2 separate regions of the Hordeum vulgare genome follow, and region 1 is linked to region 2. Evidence: chromatin contacts called from public Hi-C data. All regions are on one chromosome and are shown on one strand. The core of a region is the stretch at or near the end of the contact, and the rest is flanking DNA. Distances in the headings are between cores, read along the strand shown. Region 1 has its middle 51 kb from the start of LOC123442224. Region 2 holds the start of LOC123445599 (mitochondrial import inner membrane translocase subunit PAM16 like 2-like).

Region 1 (3,427 bases), core at 836-3,335, 280 kb after region 2:
GAAAAGCAACGGAGCCCATATCGTTGCTGTACCTGACATGAAAGATGAAACTAACGTCGTAGTCCAGTATGGCATGTAGCTAGAATTATGATGGTCCAGTAGTACGTCCATCTACCAGAGCTGTGGTCCGACAAGTCAAGTTGCAAATACTCCAAAAGAAAGAAAAGTCAAGTTGCAGATTCATACTTCGACCAATCAAATATTAAATAACTACAATTCTAATTACATGTGGGCATGCATATAGAGGCACGCACACTACACAAGCATGCAGGTTAGTTAAACCAATCAAATAAAAAGTTGTTCGGATCTGTAGCTATATTCTGACTAGTCCAAAGTTAGCATAGTCATATATATAGACAAAGTCACCACTCAGGCAAGCAAAGGCATCCCTCACCATGCTTATATCATGGACGATATGGAACAAGCGAAATGCAAGAGTTTTCAAGCACAAGAGCGCGCCACCGACTATTTTACTTGCGTCCATCGCGTCGGAGGCTAGCCTCTGGGTCACCGTTGATGCAAAAAAAAACTAGGGTTTATAATATTGCGAGAGTAATCCACATGTCGTGTAATCGGATGGTTTGTAACAAACTCTATTATCTCTTATTTAATAGATGAGACAAAGCTTTTGCCTTCGTTTCAAAAATATATATAGATAAAGACAAATGAAAAATCCATACTACAACCGGGGTAGTTAGAGCACCAACAGCCGGACTGGACAAATTCGACGCTCTATACGTCCGTGGAGGCACCCGGACTCGTCCGCTGACGTATCCGGACAGCCCTGCCCTCCAACATCCCGGGCCTCCCCACGAGGGCTGGTCGGTCTTGCACGCTCCTTCTCCGGCTCGTCCCTGCCCCTATCGTGAGCCCCTTCCTAGCTTTCATCCAATTAGTAGTTTTAGGTTTTGTTTTTTTAGATGGATGGATGCATTTAGATGGATATTAGATGGATGGATGGATGGATGGATGGATGTAGGGATATATGGTTAGATGGATTGATGGATGCATGATGTACTTCGCTTTTTTTATAATCTAGTTTACTTTGTTATTACATAGATATATAGATGGTTGGATGAAATAAAAGAGAGAACACTAGGACGAAGTTTCTTTTGATTGAGTGGTTAAGTACTTCATCGTGATAATATTGCTATGCAAAAATTGACACTTTTTAGAAAATTTAGCATTTTAATTATAATTTTGCCGGGAACACCTACGAGTGCCTATGTTTTGTCGAAATTTCAATTCATTTCTGTTCCGGTAAATTTTAGGCGCTCGATATATGCACCGTCTTTAGAAAAGGTCATGTTGAAACTTAGTTCATTACTCGATATATGCAATGTTAAACAATTGATGGTTTGGGTTGACTTTCAATCTGTTGGGATACTTGTGTGACTTTCAGTGAGGGAGAAGAGCGAATCCCGACTATTGTCGTGGGGTCGCTTCTCCTTCGTTCCCGTGTGCTAGAAATTCATGAAATCTACACCCACCTACTATTGATCTTGGAAAGAAAACTTGGCTCAGTTGGGCAATATTTTTATAGACAACCTCATTTGGACAACTGGCTTGGGAGATATTGGTGGCTTAAGTCCGCCCACTTGTGTGGCCTATTATTTTGCCATCATGTGCACTTACAAACGGGCCAATAGAGGTACGGAGATCAGAGAGGCCAGATAATTAGCAGGAAGTTTGGGTTAAAGGAGGAGTTTATCACAGTAAATTCCTCATGGAAGGGGGGCGGGACCCCTGTTGGTGTTTTATAGTAACAGATATAAAAAAAGGTCAATCATAACAGATTACATCAATAGATGGTGTTTTATGCAATAAATCCGATTTGTAAGTGTTCTTTGCAAAATTGACCGTAAAAGTTTGATGGTGTACCTGACATAATGCAGCCATCGTGGCGTAGTACGGCCATCTAGCCGAAGCCATCGTGGCGTAGTACGGCCATCTAGCCGGCCAACTTGCCCAAATATCTGTCCAGTATTTTGGACCTACATGCCATGTGGGACATTAGTGAGCACCATTACTCGAAATTCTGTGGTCGTACGCATTCACATATGTAGGGCTAAACTGCAACAGCCTGTTCACCCCCGTTGTAAGCTGGTGAAGCAGTACACTGCCGGAGACAGTGGTGGAGCCAGCGCCCGGTAACCCTGGGCAGTTGCCCGGGCTCGCTGGTTGCTGGACAGCGCAGGAAGGCTTGCCACGATTGGACAAACCCTGCTGCACATCATTGTTTACCCGGTCAAACTGTGCTGGGCTTCTTAAGTAACGGCTTAATTGGCTAATTTAGGCGTCGGAAGGCCCAAAAAATACTCACTAAGGAAGACGAGTTGTTACGTTTCCTCGTACGTGTCCTTCGTTTGTCACACGTATCGTGCAGATGACTGGCCGTGGCCGTGGCAGCCACTGGTGATCCATCTGCAGGAACTTTTTTGCATGCTGGATTGCTCGGCTCCTCCTTCGTTATTACTCACTCTGAATGTAAGTCTTCTTAAAAAAATTACTAGACTCTGCGTATGTATGTATATAAATATATTTTAAAGTATAAATTTGTTTATTTTATTTCGTATATAGTTTATAGTGAAATCTTAAAAAAAAACTTATATTCAAAAATGGGGGAGTAGGTAATATTGCTAATTGATTTTGAAATTGATAGAAATTTTGAGGTTAGGGCGCGGAGAATGATCCACAACTGCAGATGGTCCAAAATTTACGGCTCTAGTTTTTTTGGTTTAGATAGTTATATATTGAAATTTGAGAGAGAATTTATCTTCTTCAGACCTCTGCGCACCAATTAGAAATGAGCACAAAATTTTTAGTTAAATATTACCGCTTCGTTGGCTAGATAGAAACTAAACTGTCCATGTGCTGTCCGCGGGCGACATGGGGCGAGCCCGTCTTTTTTTTTTCTCACGCCTAATCTATGCACCCTTTCGTCATTGTTGCCGGCGGCTAGCTCCGTCGACTTCCTCCATGTAACCGACGGCGACGGCGGGGCTACGTTCCTGATGCCATTTGAGCGGCATGAGGCTTTCTTTGGGCTTGTTTCTTATTTTCTAACATAGCTTTGACCTTGTATGACTTACTTCTTGTTGACATGATTCTTTGTGTGTGTGGGTTTGTGTTGGTTGTACGCATTCTAGTTATGATGAAGCCCGATGTAGTCCATTATAATCACATCCCTCAATGATATTATTAGTCAACAAAAACACTCTAATTGAATATTAATTAAAAAAATCAAATCATTAAATTTTACTACATTATTAATGTGGATTTGTAGTTCGAAAGTATGGTGATATTAAATATTGTACATTTGAACACTCAACTTATTTCTAGATTACAAACTTAGGCTCAAACTCGCCCAGGCTTCGCAAAAGTTCTGGCTCCGCCCCTGATGGCGAGCACTTCTAAGGGATCATCC
Region 2 (3,308 bases), core at 93-2,592:
ATGTGCTATAGTAAGATGTATCAAGAGAATAGGCTTCTATCATCACACACACCTGCACGATCTCTTCCCAACTCGTCTTTTCACTGATACCCAATATTTGCCGGGCTTCTTGCTCAGTCATGGCCTTGCTAGCCCTTCGAATACCGTTCACAGCTTCCTGTGCAGCTCCGGTTCTCTGTGCATCTATAAGACAAATCAGGAATTATTAGTTGCATTCAGAAAACTGCAAGTTGCTCAGGCAAACAGTCAGGGAGATGTCTCTATGCATCTATAAGCAACCAAAAGGAAGAACAAACCTCGAAGTCAGCTTTACAATTACACATGAGAACTGTGTCCTGTGCAGGATATGGTCAATAATTCAGCCCATATCAGCATTCATAAAAAAAAAATGAATGTCTATTGAATCTTAAACCTGAACTAGTAAAAGTCATGGGTAGGCAAACAAGGGCCCTGATCTAAAGGCAAGAAACGATTCCAGACAGGGTCTAATGGAGTAAAAGGTGAATCAGGTTTTGGTTCATTCATAGTCCAATGCTTATTCAGGCTGCTAAATGAATTCCCTGTGCGCATCCTGCTTTGATACTAAATGATGATTATTCATGACAAGAACATACACAAAGCGTACATGATTACAAAATATCAAAAATTGCGTGCATCATTCATTCACATTTTAACACTGTAGCATTCATCACCACTCAGTTTTGGACAGCAAGGGGCACCGCGACATGTTCAGAAGGGGCAAAAGAAGGCATCTTTTGGCATCTGGCCCTGTGAGCTAGAGATACGGAGCAGGCAACAGATAGAGGGGGAGGGGGGGCACTCACTGACGATGGCCTGGCGGTAGGCCTGCACCACGGCCCTGCCGACGACGGCGCCGCCCATGACGAGGAGTTGCCCGAGGAGCCGTCCGGCCTGCGGAACCATCGAACCGGATCATCAGGCACGCGATTCACAAAAGCTGGAGCACGGATCAGATCGAGAAAAGTATCGAGAGGGCAGCGCACGTACCATCGCGCTCTGGTTCTGGTCCTCCCCTTCCTCTCTCCGGCGGTGGCGGACACCCTGGCTAGCTAGGCGGGCGCGGTTCTCGCGGGAGACGCGGTGCCCGTGAGGGAGCGCGGGACGGGGGCCGGTGGTGCGAGGCTGTCTTGTGGACGGAGGGGCTCGCTCCCTGGAGGCTTGACGCCGGCGGCGGCGGCGGCGGCGGCGAATCGCTCTCTGGCTGGCTGGCGGAGACGGGTTTGGCTTTGTGGTTGTGGCGAATCCGGGCTTTTTGTGCGTGTTGGATTTGGGTTTTCGTCTTGGGAAGCAAGAAAGACGTTACCCAACTGGGCCTGCAACAAACAACTCGAGAGTCCATCCAAGTGAGACCGGCGTTTCGGCTCTCGGGTGCATCTACACCCGTTCCGACGGAAAAAATCAAAATAAATATTAAAAAATTTAGATAGATAATTATATGCGTGAGGTCCGCTTTAATTTTGAGAGGCACCTGAGGCGCTCTTAGCAAAAAAGATAAAATCTGGGTCTGTGAAAAAGTTCATTGTTCACAATTTTTTTGACCCAATTTAATTTTTTTTGCTGAGAGCTGCTCAGATGTCCAAATGATATAAAATTTGGAACGAACCTTATGCATCAAATTATCTACTACACAAATTTTTTTTTGAATTTGTTGAATTTTTTAGTATTTCTTTTTATTTTTTTCGTGAGCGCGATCATTTGAGCCCGTGCTCAGAAGATGATTTTCGCCATCGAAGTGCTCTTCTTTATAAACAAAGAAAGAAAAAAAATATATACTTACCCCTACGAACGCGCGCACATGCTATCTTTACGAGCTTCTCCGAGAAATTATGCCGGTGAATTTTAAGGTTAACAAATTCATCACAGGCATCTCATAGCCGGTGAGCATGTCATGCCACTGCAAGAGCAACGTGGGGAAGATTGAAGTAAATAGAGAAAATATGCGAGTACCCGTGCCGACTCTAATATACCTGGATGGGTTGGTTCAATGCCACGGAGCTTCTAGGTGTGCTTAGAGCATCTCTAGTAGACCCCGTATAAGTGGACAAATCCTTATAATTTTTGCGTTTTGCAGTTTTGGTCGAAAAAATGTTCAGAACACAGACCATAAAAATGATCCAACTCGTAAATTTTTTAAGGGTCACCGAAAATGCACACCCGAAACCTTTATAATTGAAGGTTGGAAAGACGAACCGAGGGGGGGGGGGCGTATACTGGTCAAACCTCTTCGGAGCAAACACGCCACCGTGAAGTTTGCCCAAATAGCTCGACCTTGCAATGACCTCTCATGACCTCAGCCTGGCCGTTGGAATCTTCCCGGTGCGGCAGGCAAAGGGGCACGGCTCGGCCAGCGCAGTTGGCAATGGAGCAAGGCACTGACGGCGGAGGCGACGGGGCGCGGCCGACGAGCGACGGGGCGCAACCGACGAGGTTGGGCGCGGCCGACGTGGCCGGCACGGTCGGCTGGGGCGGTGGCGGACAGACTGGAGGAAGGAGTTCTTTATCCCAGTTTTACAGTATGTTTTACAGTATCTGTTCGGCTGTAGCTAAAATAAACCCTTAAAATGCTTTTTCGATCCGTATCGCAATTTTACAGTTTGCAAATTTAAGGGGTCTGCTAAAGATGCTCTTAGTCATCATCATGTTGGGCTTTGGCTCTAAATTTGCGAGGGCGTGTGTGTGCCTCCAAGGTTAAAAGTCACTTTAGTTCAGAGCTACATCAACGAAGAGCAGTAAAGCTCTCTGTAGAATTCCTCTAGGCGGCTAGAGGAAATTTGCCCGACAGACTGCACCGACGAGCCCGTGGATTCACCTCCATTTTTATGACGTTCCGATGGCCGATGACGGGGAGGGGAATCCCAGTGCCTCCGATACGGTTAGTAGTTTAGGTTAGGGTTTTTACATTTTAGTCCCCACAGGTACGACGCTCGGCCGGATGGCGGCCCTACTTCTTTGAGTTTGTCTTCTGGGCTTCGGTCCTCCTCGACTTTGTCAACTTGGACGTAGCGATGGAGTTTAGATGTATATTCCTTTCACCTTCTTGGGGCGGTGAGGTTGGGTTTTCTCGTCATGTAGTGAGCTTTGATGTCAGGTGTTTTAGATCTATGCAAGGTTCAACATCGAAAACTACGGTTTCAAGGCACTGGTCTTTAGGGGCACGGGCATAGAGACATCCCCGCTGTCATCAACAACGTTAAGCCGGCTCCGATATGGGAGTACTGACAGTGGCGCATCGACGGCATTAGTGGTTGTTTGGTGGTCTTGAAATTTTGATGTAATTTCTATTATAT

Evidence for each region. A called contact is a pair of places that touch in the nucleus more often than the background predicts.
Region 1: a Hi-C map of leaf shows a contact between it and region 2, with 5 times the contacts expected there. The contact joins the enhancer-like site here to the promoter of LOC123445599 in region 2. A contact is called at or near these places in 2 of 6 Hi-C or Micro-C datasets (both in leaf).

The regions. Positions count from the first base shown.
Region 1 is chr3H:605,389,641-605,393,067 of MorexV3_pseudomolecules_assembly, forward strand. No RefSeq gene overlaps it. Among protein-coding and RNA genes, the nearest start is that of LOC123442224, 51 kb to the right of the region's middle. Within about 2 kb of position 2,086, at least 2 of the 3 cell types and tissues checked have open chromatin away from gene starts, as enhancers often do. A contact at or near this core is called in leaf, where this site is marked.
Region 2 is chr3H:605,107,932-605,111,239 of MorexV3_pseudomolecules_assembly, forward strand. LOC123445599 (mitochondrial import inner membrane translocase subunit PAM16 like 2-like) reads right to left here and starts at 1,343. Exons shown (of 4, transcript XM_045122607.1): 1 at 1,009-1,343; 2 at 825-912; 3 at 53-183. The coding sequence starts at 1,011.